3 separate regions of the Mus musculus genome follow, and all the other regions are linked to region 1. The links are chromatin contacts, called in public Hi-C and HiCAR-type maps. All regions are on one chromosome and are shown on one strand. The core of a region is the stretch at or near the end of the contact, and the rest is flanking DNA. Distances in the headings are between cores, read along the strand shown. Region 1 has its middle 27 kb from the start of Gm8439. Region 2 overlaps Gm36134 (a long non-coding RNA gene). Region 3 holds the start of Zfp69 (zinc finger protein 69).

The links. Hi-C and Micro-C count contacts between places; a contact is called where the count stands out from the background. HiCAR-type assays count read pairs that join an accessible place to other places.
Region 2: a contact with region 1 is called in a HiCAR-type map of embryonic stem cells, with 3 times the contacts expected there. The contact joins two enhancer-like sites. A contact is called at or near these places in 1 of 484 Hi-C or Micro-C datasets (embryonic stem cells) and 1 of 115 datasets of contacts at active chromatin or transcription factors (embryonic stem cells).
Region 3: a contact with region 1 is called in a Hi-C map of forebrain, with 4 times the contacts expected there. The contact joins the promoter of Zfp69 here to the enhancer-like site in region 1. A contact is called at or near these places in 1 of 484 Hi-C or Micro-C datasets (forebrain) and 2 of 115 datasets of contacts at active chromatin or transcription factors (embryonic forebrain and embryonic stem cells).

Annotation. Positions count from the first base shown.
Region 1 is chr4:120,613,696-120,618,250 of GRCm38.p6, forward strand. No RefSeq gene overlaps it. Among named protein-coding and RNA genes, the nearest start is that of Gm8439, 27 kb to the left of the region's middle. Within about 2 kb of position 2,301, at least 99 of the 459 cell types and tissues checked have an H3K27ac peak or open chromatin away from gene starts, as enhancers often do. A contact at or near this core is called in embryonic stem cells and forebrain, where this site is marked.
Region 2 is chr4:120,214,173-120,218,727 of GRCm38.p6, forward strand. The region is part of intron 1 of Gm36134 (a long non-coding RNA gene); the gene reads right to left. Among named protein-coding and RNA genes, the nearest start is that of Gm36013, 26 kb to the left of the region's middle. Within about 2 kb of position 2,194, at least 14 of the 459 cell types and tissues checked have an H3K27ac peak or open chromatin away from gene starts, as enhancers often do. A contact at or near this core is called in embryonic stem cells, where this site is marked.
Region 3 is chr4:120,949,267-120,953,821 of GRCm38.p6, forward strand. Zfp69 (zinc finger protein 69) reads right to left here and starts at 2,422. Exons shown (of 6, transcript NM_001384119.1): 1 at 2,178-2,422; 2 at 66-294. The coding sequence starts at 168.

The DNA.
Region 1 (4,555 bases), core at 1,051-3,550:
CCTAGGAGACGGAAAGCTATGCAGGGATGCTCCTTATGTCTTCACCTCTATCTTAGAGTACTCACGAAGAGCCCTGGCCCTGAGTTCATGAGGGCCTTCTGGCCTCTCAGGCCCAAGCCACAAAGGCAGGGCCAGGATCCAAGTGAAAGTTGTTGAGCATTGTTCTCTGGCGGCCCTGAAATAGCCAGGCTTTGCTCGCAGCCCCTGCACTGCGCTGACAAGCAGATCCCAGAATAGCTCTTCCTGCCGCAAGCTGACCTACTTAGCAGGTCTCCTGTCATGTGAGCTCGGCTAGGCAATAGGTTCACTTTGCCTCTCTCTACCTAGAGCAGGCCCATCCCAGCATCCCCCCCCCATGGTTTCTGGTTCTCCTACAGTTCCAGGAATAGATAATAATATACTGTAGGTTCAAAGCATGTACACAAACATCACTGTGCATCCTTGTCAGGGCAGGCCCAAGAGAGGGGACTTATCACTCCATTACACAGTTGATGCCATGATAACACAGAGAGGGCAAGCAATGTGAGCAGAGATGCACAGCAGACCCAGCACTGTACTCTCTCTAAGGGGTTGGGGTTCCTAAGTCCCTCTACCCACCTGCCGCCTGTGATCAAGCAGCCCAACACCTGGTGGCAGAGCTAGTAGAGATCAAGGCCTTGGGTGCCCACTAGCCTGGGAGCTAGGGCTTGCCAGGCGTGGAGAACCATCTGGATGACCTCTAGCACACTGCTTCACCCGTCTTAGACTCACAATGGCATCCTCAGGGTGTCAGCAGAAAGATGAGAGACGGTTTCAGTTTGCTGGATGATAGAGCAGCTGCTGTTGGCTGTTATTGCCGTTGACATACCGAACTAAACCCAAAAGAAAAAGTTTAAAACTGACTGGTGCAAGAGAGCCCAGAGCAAAGGCCTTTGTGACACTTCTCACTCTGAGACGTCATTCCCACCCACGACATTCATCAGGGAAACAGCGGTAGTTACAGTGCACAACTCTGATGAGCACTGGGCCTTGGTTCTTTCTGCTTGATGACTCCTGGCTCTCCTTCTGGAGCCCCGTGGCAGGAACCCATCGTGAAAGGGGAAGGCAGTGTCTACTCTTGCATGGCCTTGTCCCAAGCTGGCTGCCATGGCTGTGCTCTTTTACTCTGGTACGACACAGGCAGGAAGGAACAGAAGGCGAAATGTCTGCTTTGATAATGTGTAAAAGCGGAGTGTCCCATAGAAGAGAAGGTGGAGAAGATTGGGGTCAGGCCGGGGCATCTGAGGACCAGAGTCTCATGCCTAAAGAAGGAGGTGACTCCAGGTCATTAAGATTGGGCGGGCAAGCTGGGGGCATAGCTCATTTGGTAATTACTTTAACACGCATGAAACCCTGGATTTAGTCCCCAGCATTGAATAACCTGGGCATGATGGGGCATACCCCCCTTCTCTCTCTCTCTCTCTCTCTCTGTGTGTGTGTGTGTGTGTGTGTGTGTGTGTGAACAATTAAAGAAAAAAGAGGACATTAATTTTAGAACAAGAGGGAAGGGTTGAAGGGGGGAAATGATATAATTTCTTATTTAAAAAAAATGTTAACAGAGCTAGGCTCCAGGGTCATACAATTTCTACTCCAATTCCATCCCCACGACTCTTTAGACATGAAGTCACTCAGAATACCCATCTGTAAAAGTGGCCATAAGCCAGACCTTATGGAAGGGCACTGAAGATGAATCAGGTTGCCTCTGCCTGGCTCCACAGCTGGTACTAAGCAAGTCGCTGAGAAATCTGAACCTGAACCCTCTAAGTGGCGAAGTCCACCACCAGAGATAGCATCTTAGCGTTTGGAAGGAGGGAGACAAGGTCAGTAAATAAGGAAGGCTGCAGTGTGATCCTGGATAGGCCAGGGAGAGATGGATACCCTTGGAAAGGGCTTCACCGAGCTGGGGGCGGGGGCTGGGGGCGGAGCCTGGAGGTGGCAAGCACACAGAACACTTAGGCTAGGAGGCTCCTGTCACTCAGCAGAGAAGGCAAACTTCATTGTGCCCTTTGTTCCCTGCTTCGGTTCTCAGTTCCTTCTGTCACAGCGCCACCTCACACAGTGTCCCCTCCCTGATCCCTACATATATCATACTACCCACTCCCTGAGCTGAGGGATTTTCCTTACAGCACCCCGCACACTCTGTTATGACGTTCCTTAGTCTGTTGTGGAGTTGCCTGGTTTCCTGAAGCAGATCTAGCCCCTTGAGCAATGATGGTACACAGCGCATGCTTGGTGAGTAGGGGTGAAGCAGGTGGGTGGCTGAACAGTGGAGTGTCAAGGCCAGCGGGAGGAGCATGTGAGAGATGGTTTATGCCCAAATTAGGGAGTGCTGCGAAGGCCTGCTAAGGAGCTTGAGTGCCAGAGAACCAACAGCCAGTGAGGTGGTTCAGAGCATAAAAGGGCTTTCTGGGAAGTTTGATGACCTAAATTTGGTCACCAGAACTGACATGAAGGCAGAAGGAAAGAGCTGACTAAATAAAAAGGTCTCCGACTTCTACGCGCAGGCACACACAGACCCCCTAAAATAAAATTAAAAAAAAAAAATTTAAACTCTGAAAACCCAGGCATGGTGCTTGTGCCCTATAACCCCAGCTTTTCAGAAGGCTGAGGAGGTGGGCATGGCTGGAGCCCAGGCTTTCCAGGCCAGCCTGGGCTACACAGTGAGAGAGCAAGTGGGGGTTGGGAGGTGAGAAAGAGACCAGGTTAGCTTTTAAAGTCTAAGTGGACTTTGTTCTCCTAGACTGCCCTGAATGGAGTTCCAGGCTGGTCACAGGGCTGTGGACAAGGATAAACGGCGTTCAGTACCACATGAGCTTCTGTCCAGATATAACCTGGTGGAGCAGCAGGCTTTCAAGATGGGGGGGGGGGGTAAACACACAGCCTGGGGCTCCACTGTCCAACAGAAGGGTGCCAGGCCTGAACAATGACAGGCGAGAAAAGGACACAAGCCACAGGGAGGGGGGCGGCGGGGGAGGGGAGACATTCTGCCCTTGGCTTCTCTTTTGGATCCCTAGGAAAGGCTCTCCTCTCTCGGCCTGGCTGCCTCTATCCTGAACACCTGTCCTGTGGGCACGGACACTAGAGGAAGAGGTGTGGAGCTCAACAAAGGAGCATTCTCCTAGCCAGGACGGGAATCAATGGAAGCTTGTTTGCCTTGCTTCCTGGGGCGCAGCCAGGCATGCTGGGGTGGGGACCTGGGCAGCAGGTGGGAACACAGAGTCCTGGGCTAGGCGAGCCTTGAAGCATTGTTTTGGCTCCAGGGGAGCTACACCTGTGTCCCTGAGCACCCAAGCAGGTGGCTGCAGGCTGCTTGAGAAAAACCAGCCATGCCGCCATTCTCCCTCTCTGGTTCAGGGCCTTCCTCAGAGCCCTGTGCATGACAGGAGAACATTGTTTCCAAACTTGCCACTAGCAGAGGTATAAAATGCCACATTGTCACTCCAAAATCTTTCTTTGTTTTTGAGAAAGTTTCTTTGTATAGCCTTGGCTGTCCTGGAACTTTGCTCTGTAGATCAGGTTGGCCTTGAACTCAGAGATCCCTCTGCCTCCCAAGTGCTGGGATTAAAGGTGTGTGCTAGCACTGCCAGGCCCAATCTCTGACTTTTAAAAGGCATGTGCTCAGGAGAGAGGGATCAGTGGTTAAGAGCTGGTGAAGCGCCGGGCGGTGGCACACGCCTTTAATCCCAGCACTCTGGAGGCAGAGGCAGGCGAATTTCTGAGTTCGAGGCCAGCCTGGTCTACAAAGTGAGTTCCAGGACAGTCAGGGCTACGCAGAGAAACCCTGTCTTGAAAACAAAAACAACAAAAAAACCCCAAAAAACAAACAAACAAAAAAAGAGCTGGTGAGGCTCTTCCGGAGTACAGGAGCTCAGCTCCCAGCACTCACGCTGACTGATTCACAACTTTCTGTAACCCTAGCTCCATGATATCCAGCATCCTTTTCTGCCCTCTGCAGGCACCTGAGCCTGAGCCTGTGAGTACACACATGCAGGAAAGGGTGGGGTGTGTGTGCGTGTTTAAATAATAAAGAATAATGGGAACCTTCAGAGACTCTGGGACTTGGGAATGAGGATTTGTCTACAGTTGCTTGTGGATGGCCACTGGGCCTACCTTACCATCAAGCATAGCTTTGAAGAAAGAGCCCTGGGTGCAGCAGATGAACACCCAAGCCTGAGTTCCAACCTGAACTGAAGTTCTATTTCCTCATCTGAAACCAGGGGAACTGAACCCTCACTGCAGACAGGAATCTGGTCACAGTGTGTGTGTGTGTGTGTGTGTGTGTGTGTCTGTGTGTGTGTGTGTGTGTGTGTGTCTGTGTATGCACACGTATTCTCGAGTATGAGAATCTGCATGCAGACAGCTTGTTTTCTATACATGCCTGGGATATAAGAAAGATGTTTTCCATCACCTACTGTGCAGAGAGGGTGAGCACCTTGCCCCATGGGCAAGGCTGATGTGTGTCAGGGCAGGACCACATGTATATGGCCACAGGGAGAGGCCAGCAGCTAGGGAAGGGGGTCTTACCTTCATCTCCTTG
Region 2 (4,555 bases), core at 944-3,443, 400 kb before region 1:
TGTCACTGTGATGTGCTTTAGGACCCTCATCCTTGCTGCCTGGAAGTCAGTATTCTGCTAGCAGCCTTCAGGTGAAGATAAAGAACTCTCAGCTCCCCTTGCACCATGCCTGCCTGGATGCTGCCATGTTCCTGCCTTGATGATAATGGACAGAGCCTCTGAACCTGTAAACCAGCCCCAATTAAATGTTGTCCTTATAAGAGTTGCTTTGGTCATGGTGTCTGTTCACAGCAGTAAAACCCTAACTAAGACACAGTCCATGTGACCTAATCTCCCTTCACTAGGTCCTCCCTCCCTCCTTCCTTCCCTCCCTCTCCGCCTGTGTCCCTCCCTCCTCCTTCCCACTCCCTCTTTTCTTCTCTCTCCCTGTCTTTCCAGGGAGGAGGTGTGTGGACAGGGTCTCACCATGAAGCCCAGGCTGGTCCTGAAGTCATGGCAATCCTCTTGCCTCAGCCTCTCAAGTGCTGGAATTTCAAGTGAGTCACCACACCCAACTAGGCCTCAGTCTTAAAGTTCCTCTTCCCAGTAACACCAAGGTTAATGGCCAGGCCTTTCAGGGACACTTACAAACCACAGCGCTATAGAGCTGGCAGGCAGCACAGGTGATGTGGTAGGTGGAGAAGAACATTGTAGAGAGTATAACCAGCCAAGTAAGCCCAGTAGTTGGGACTCTGACTTGGGGACGGGGGGTGGAGAGAATTCAGACAAGGGCTGGAGATCCCAGGGTCCAGGGAATGTAGGCCTCCAGCACAAGCAGTAACTCTTATCCTGAAAGTCTGGAGAAAGTGCTACAAGATTTGAGCGTGGGAAATTGTGTGGGTAGGTGTGTGCACATGTATGTGCCTGGTGAAGATCTGTGGCTGCCGTTCCAGAGAGGGCTGGAAGAGAAGCGATGTGTTCATGACCTGCCTAGAGACTCTCCTCTCACAGCCCTCTCCTCAGTCCAGCAGACAGTCGGGGAAGGAGAAGTAAATGGCTGGGGTGTGTAGATTCTGTAGTCTCTGGGGAGTGGATCAGTGCCTGGGAAGAGTCAGGCAAGGGTTGAGGGTTCCTGTGCTGCATAGACTGGATGCGTCTTCTCAGGTGGTGTGTGGTGAGGTGGGTGGCTGGGGTAGGTGGGTGGCTGCTGAGATGGGGTGTGGTGGGTGAGTGGGTGGCTGAAAAGGGTGGGCAGGTAGCTGCTGAGCTGGGGTGTGCAAGTGGTGAATGGCTGGGACCTAGGAACCCTCACTCCCGTCTCCAGAGCTGCAGGGTGCTGGGGGCAGGGGTCTGCAGGGTGCTGGGGTCAGGAGTCTGCAGAATGCTGGGGACAGGGGTCTGCAGGGTGCTGGGGACAGGGGTCTGCAGGGTGCTGGGGACAGAGGTCTGCAGGGTGCTGGGGACAGGAGGGCTGCAGGGTGCTGGGGACAGGGGGCTGTAGGGGGCTGGGGACAGGAGGGCTACAGGGTGCTGGGGACAGGGGGCTGCAGGGGGCTGGGGACAGGGGGCTGCAGGATGCTGAGAGGAAAGAGGAAGAGTGAGGGCGGAGCAGCAGGGTGGTTCTGAGAGACTTCACTGACAACTGGGGGTCTCTGTGTGTCCTCATCTTTTCTACCTGTCCAGTGCCCAAGACTACATCCTATAACCAAAAGGCTCTATCCTGCTTGGATAGTTGAGTCCAGTTCTGTCCATCTTCATTTGAGGTGCTGCAGCCAAGCTGGGCTAAACCAATAGAGAACTGGACCTAGAAGGTCTGTGAAGTGGGTGAGAGGCCAAGCTGGGATAAGATGGACCCAGTCCTGTTTTCCCCCTTGATCTGGAGGGAACAGTGGCAAGGTCAGACTGTGCGGAAGCTGCTAGGGGCCCGCAGGTGCTGCGGGTAGCTAGCTGGGCAGGGGCAGGACCTGATGAGCCAGATGGAGAGGGAGGGTGCTTTTCCGGTGCAAGAACAATGCAGATGTCTCAGCCAGCAGGGGGCACTGGTGCTGCAGAAATCCTGCCCAGTGGCCATCAGGGAGTTTGATGGCATGGAGTCTCAAGACCTGGAGCAGGGATGAGCCCAGCAGTATAGGGAATAGATGATCTGGGCAAACCACAAGACACCCGAGGGCTTGGATGCTTGGCTGCTGCTTTCTGTGACTTTGGATAAGCCAGTGTTTGCTAGCGTATGTGGGGTATGACGGCAGGAAGGCATGGCGGCAGGAGAGGCTGGAGGCTGGGGTAGCAGAGTGACTACAGATTAGTTCCGCACGGTGGCAGTCAGGAAGCAGAGACTCCACACAGTAACTTGCCAGATAAAACCATCTAGCTCCACCCTGACAGCTCTACATAGTCCCCAATGCCCAAAGGGCCCCCAACATCCCCAAACAATGCTGTGGGCCACATAGACATTTGTGGGGGATTCTTCATATTCAGATCACAACACCAATTTGCCTTCTGAAGAGCCCATTTCCATTTGTATTGTAGTCCCAATGTAGGCTGGCACCTGAGACTATGGATTTCCGGGCGAAAGGTGTGATTGACTCACACAGAACAACTCCTTCACCTCTGGTTCCAGTTCCCATCTCTCTAAAAGGAAGCTGCTCTCAGCAACGCCCCCATGAGGTGTGGTGAGGCCCTGTGCCCATCGCATAATGAGCAGCTGCGGTGAGAAGAACAAAACCTAAGGCTAGACATAGTAACTAGCTCAGAGGACATCCACACCCCAGCCACTGGCCCAGGGTCTCCTACCTTCCCATTCAGGCCAGGGCAGGTACACTGCTCAGGGCAGAGCCAAGCCTTCAGTGTAGGATGAGACTGCCCACTGTGGGAAGATGGGGCTGGAGCCTCAGCCACCTGCCAGGTTTGCTTACTGACTCTCAGTCTCAGCATGAATCAGGAAGACTCTTACTCTATTGTCTAGAAGTCAGCATGGGTGCTTTCTGCAGGCTACACACACAGGTGGGATGAAAGGCCAAGGTCATGGAGTCAGTGGGTGGCAAGGCCAGACTGGCTCCCAGTGCCTGGCTCCCCCTACCACTGCTCTCTGCTGGGGGGTAGGGGCCTCTGAAGCTATCAAGATGTTCAGTGCCTAGAGAACCTGGGCAAGTCCTTCCCTCTTAGCCTCAGGCTCCTCTGCTTCAAGCACACAAAGAACAATTTTATTAAAAGTCAGCAGGGATAGCTTCAACCACAGCAACAGAGAGGCAGAGGCAGGCAGATCTCTGAGTTCAAGGCCAGCCTGGTCTACATAGTGAGTGCCAGAACAGCCAGGGCTACACATGGAAACCCTGTCTCAAACACACACACACACACACACACACACACACACACACACACACACACACTCATTTATTTTTCTTATAGATTTTTTAAATTATCTTTATTTTATAAGTATGCGTGTTTGCATGCCTATGTGTCTGTGCATCACTTTCTTGCCTGGTGCTCACAGAGGCCCGAAGAGAGCATCAGACTCCCTGAAACTAGAGCTGCAAACAGCTGTGAGATACCATGTGGTGCTAGGACTGGAACCCAAGTCCTCTAGACGTGCTACTGAACTGTCTCTCCAGGCCCTTTATAGTGTGTGTGTGTGTGTGTGTGTGTGTGTGTGTGTGTGCGTGTGCATGTCTGTGCGTGTGTGTGTTCACACCCAGGACGGAGAATAGTCAGAGGACAACTCTCAGGAGTCACTTCCCTACCACCATGTGGGGTCCTGGGACAGAGCTCAAGCTTTGATGACAAGCACTCCTAACTGGTTGAGTCATTTTGCCAGCCCAATTAAAAAAGTTTTGAATGTACTTATATAGTATTATGGCGGAAGGCTGCGTGCACGCCACACACATATAAGACATCCAAGGAGAACTCGAGTCGAGTCTCTCCTTCCACCTGTACGTGGATTCTGGGGATTGGACTCGGGTTGCCAAGTTTGTGCGAGTGCTTCTACTGGCTGCACCTTCTCACTGGCACACAAAGAACAGTTTTAAAAATGTCCATCCTAACATATCAATTCGCAGAACATCAGATCTGCAGCCTGGATTCTTTCTCCGAGGGTGTGTGACAGAGTGTCAGGGTTCTGCTGGGTGGGTTTTCTTTTCAAAGGGGCTCTCTGCTCTCTCAAGTGCTCGCCCGGGGTTCTCCCGTCAGACGACGGTCCTTGGAAGCTAACGCCTTGCGTTTTCACCATGTTTATATACGTTTCGTCTCCACTCTGAGGCACTTAATATTTTTCTAGTGGTTTGTTTTAATCAACATATCACATAAAGAAGAATCTTGATTTTAAAAACTGAATCCTGATGGGTTTTATTTAACTGTTTATGGATAATAGGATCGCTGCACGGCGCTGTAAGATTAGCTCACAACTTCGGGAAAATATTTGACTTTTAAAATACACCCAAGGTGGAGCTGCAACTATGACTCGTGAAGCCAGACAAGGGAGTGAAAGCATTGTAGCTTTCAGCAATGGACATTCATAATTTCCTGTTAGAGACCTGGAATTTGAGTTTCACATGTTCTTGATTCTTTTAAAACTCTTTTCAGCATTCATTTTTAGATTCTTCAATATCATTTTGAATGGGTGACACACATGACTAAAATGAAT
Region 3 (4,555 bases), core at 1,172-3,671, 340 kb after region 1:
GGATCTTCTTTCCCCTAAGTTATCCCCAAGGGACCACCCCTTCTTCCAACTTTGTCTGTTCTCACCTTCTCCTCCAAACATTTTTGTCACATCCTCCCACAGGGACACCTCCTTCAACTTCACCCAGGTCGCCTCAGTGGCCGGGGTGATCAGGAGCTGCTGAGGCATGATGGCGCCGGCCTGACTGGGGGTGGCAGCTTCGGGTGGGGAAACTGCTGGAACTTTCGATGAGAGGCTTCCTGGTTGTATCGTCCTCAGGCCATAATCTTTTACCCTGGAAGAGTTGTTGAGCCCCTGCAATATCAGAGACCATTGTGAGATGAAGAACTCTGGGTATAGACGCTTCATCTTTGGGAGGCAGTCCTGTAAGCTGCTTTGAGGCCTTTGGACTCCCCTTCCTTTTCTTTCTTGCGACAGGATTTCTCAGTATAGCTCTGGATGTTCTGGAATTCACTCTGTAGACCAGGATGGTCTTGAACTTAGATATCTATCTGCCTCTACCCCCTGAGTGCTGTGATTAAAGGTGAGCACCACTATGTTTGGCTGTACTTTCTTTTAAACTTTATTTGTCTGTCTGTCTGTCTGTGTGCCATGGTGCTCAGCTGGAGGGTACAAGATAACTTATGGGAGTCCATTCTCTTCTTCCAACAAGTGGGTCAGAGGGATTGAGCTCAGGCTGTACGACTTGGCAGCAGGTGCCTTTCCCCACTAAGCCATCGGACTAACCTGCTTTGTGTGCCTAGAGAGCAAAAGGCATGAAAGGAGAGACCCAGAGAACCCATCATACAGCCAGAAGTCCAGAACTGTCTTTATAGCTGCAAAAAGGCCTAGAAGATTCGGCACCAATACTGAAATAATAGTGTCCTGGATACAGAAGTAACCCTCAACTTTAAACACATAGATACAAAGACGCCAGTACCAAAGGAAAAAAAAAAGTACAAATGTCCACATGCCCTGACCTGACCACCTTGTAAGCTGCATGCCCCTTCTGCCTGCTTACATATTTGGAGCTGGCGCCAAGGAAGGCTCTTTGATGTCTGACCTGTATGTAAAGCTGAGACCTGAGGCACTTCAAGTCTGACCTTCAGTTTCCTCATCTATAAAATGTGGATGTTAACTACTGCACAGGGATGCAGTGTTGAGACAATGTTAGGTCTACTAAGTTAACAATTAAGACCTTTTTATTTTAAAGCTGTACAATAAACATTATCTTAAAGTTTAAAAAAAAAATCACGGGCTGAAGAGATGGCTCAGCAGTTAAGAGCACTGACTGCTCTTCCAAAGGTCCTGAGTTCAAATCCCAGCAACCACATGGTGGCTCACAACCATCCCTAATGAGATCTGACACCGTCTTCTGGGGTTTCTGAAGACAGCTGCAGTGTACTTATAATAAAGAAATAAATCTTTAAAAAAAATTAAAAATAAAAAAAATCACATGCGTTTATTTATGGGGGTGGAGGTCACATGCCAACTTTTGAGAGTTGGTTCTCTCCTTTTACCAGGGCATCAGACCTGTCTGCCAAAGCCTTTACGGGGCCCCAGTGGCCATCATGTTTTAGAGTTATTTTAGAAAACAATTAGAAAGCTCAGCTTGAATATCTCAGTTGATAAAACAGTAATTCACAGGGCTGCGCTTTGTCATAAGCCAGCAGCAACAGTCGTCATCACACACTCCAAATGCCCAGCACAGCTGGTGAAACGAATCCCCGGTTCAGATGCAATTAAAACTGCAGGGTTATGTGCTCCCACAGAGCTGGAGAGGAGGAAATATAGTATGTCAAGTGCAAGTAGAACCACTACAGAACTGACCATAACAGCAATTTGGAAACAACCCGAATCCATCATCTGAATCGCCCATTCAGCATATGAATAGTTGTGGACACTGGGACCAGATTCAGTGGACCTGATACCCAAACGCAGCTCTCTCTCGGGGAGGGGACTGCTCTTTGAAGTCTGGGGGAAGAGGAGGAAAGGTGAAAGACTGCCTGTCCAAAAAGACCGGAGTTGGTGCAAATAGCCCCGACTATGTAAAAAGTCTCGTCACTAAGTGCAAACTTTGTGCTGTTCCTTCCGAAGGAGCTGGCAATCCCAGAAGCTTGCTGAACGACCCATCGGCAGAACTTCGCAGGCAGCCACCCGGTCGAGCTCGCAGCTCCGCAGCAGAGTCGCCTACTCACCGGAGGATCTCCGGATCCGTTCCCGCCAGCCTTCCACGCTCACACCGCGGCGCCCAGTGCGCAGCGTGGCTTCCGAGGGACACAGGACACCGTCGGCCTCCGGGCTGGACACCGGCCTCTCCCGCTTCTCACCCGCCGCACCCGGGAGCGGAGCTCCGCGCGCACAGGCGTCCTGCCCGGCCTTCTGTCCCAGCCCAGGACCTGCGGCGCCGGCTGCGGCTCAGATGCCCGAGCTCCGCCGTTTCACCCCGCCCCTCTAGCCCGGTTCGTGTCCCCGCGCCTCCACCCGGGACCCGCCCACCCCACGCTGCTCGCGTCAGCGCCCTGCCCGTGGCTCCGCCCACCCGGGTGCTGCGCGACCCAGATCCCGGAAGCCGGAAGCCGCCCGGGCAGACCCAGGGGCGGTGTCCAGCGAAGCCGGCAGCCCCTGCTGAGGGTCTCCTGTACCCCGTGGCCCGGCGAGTCTTCCTGGAGAAGCCGCTTCTCTGTCATTCTTTCATTCTTAAGGCTTCAGGATGCAGCCTTAAATCGCACGCAGTTCCTGCTCTCTCCTAATCTCCTAATTCTGGTGAATTCGATAAGTAGAAAAATAGACAATCCAAAAGGCAACAGGGGCCTAGAAAACAATAAACTTAAAAAAAAAATTCCGGGATATGTATTTTTAATGTCCCTAAAGACATGTATTAGTTTGCTTAAGGCTGCCTCCCACCCCCAAAGAAAAACACTTCACACCGGTGACTTAAACAATAGGAATTTATTTTCCCATGGTCCTGGAAGGTAGAACCCCTTTCTTCCCATATTCTCACGGCGTGTTTCCTGAGTGCCTGTAGCTAGGGGAAGTGTCTGGTGTCTGAGTTAGCCTTCCTCAGTTCCTCAATTTAACTTATCTCTTTAAAAGTTCAGTAAACATATGGCATTGAGAAAATAAAACTGAGCCCACTGGAAGATACAGAAGAGATGACGACAGAGTAAACACTTACCAGAGCAAAAATTGGAAAACCAGCATCCAGAAAGTTAATCCAAGTTGAAAGCGGCTTTTGCCCAGCTATCTGGAAAACAGACCTTTCATACTGCACATAGAGACTGGGAGGGGGAAAAATGAGCGGACTTGGGACTGATATAGGAAACCCTCTCCACATGAGTAGAACCTCGAAGGGCTGGGTGTTCTCTTTAATGTGTGTGTGTGTGTGTGTGTGTGTGTGTGTGTGTGTGTGTGTGTGTGTGTCTGTGTGTGTTTGGGATGGGGGAAGATAAGTGAAACAACATGGGAAAAATTCATGAACTGCAAAAAAATTTCGTGTCGTTGGCTGTGATCTTCGTTCAAAGTCATCTCTATCTATTGAGTTGAAGACAGTGGCACTTGGGCTGTAAATTAATTTGCAAAAAAAAAAAAGACAAATTGGCAGTAGAGAGTTTATTAAACACTACTGTACAGTTGCATCTGGTGCTCCTGGAAAAGGGATTGCACCCCTGAGAGGAGTGGAAGATCTTTGGAGTTGGCAGAACTAAAGCTCTGAGTTTATCTCATGAGCTGTTTGTCAGTGTCCCCATCTAAGGGACCCGCTGACTTCTGTCTTGCTAAGCAGTTAGTCTTACTGCACTAAGTAACTAATTAGCTAACTCTTGATTGGAACAGACACCAGGTGTCATTCAGAGTAGGCTTCAAATGCCTGTATAATACATCACAAGTCATTGGTTCCCCACAGTCCCACTCTGATTGTTAATGTGGAAGGAGGTTTGTTTGTTTTGTTTTTGACTCTACATGTTACGGGGGCGGGGGGCATCATCTTTAGCAGACAGCATTATAACTGTAAGCACCCGGCTTCCCTTCAGTTACAATGTCGAGTGCAGACTTAAAGATAAGCAAGCTGTGGGCATAGTCCCATGTGGTGTTAGGGTGCCTACTCAGTCTGCCTAAGGCTCTTCATATTCAACTCCCCAGTTCATGGTGGCACCAACCTGCAAAAATGACTGTTTCCTTAAAGAAATAAAATGTGGCTGGTTGGTGGTGGCACACTCCTTTGATCCTAGCACTCAGAAGGCAGAGGCAGGAAAGAAAGAAAGAAAGAAAAAAGGGAAGAAAGAGAGAGAGAGAGAGAGAGAGAGAGAGAGAGAGAGAGAGAGAGAGAGGAGAACCTGACTTGGAGTATTTTGGCAGACACCTGGAATCTCTAAAGTAATTTTTGAAGGCAGACTCATTGATATGTGTGTGTGTGTGTGTGTGTGTGTGTGTGAGAGAGAGAGAGAGAGAGAGAGAGAGAGAGAGAGTGTAAATATGTAAGTAACCTAATAAAGGTTTTCAGTGCATGTTGTGACTCAGGGTAACCCCTGAAAGAACAGAAACATTCAACTTCAAGTCAGTAAGGAGGGAAAGGAAT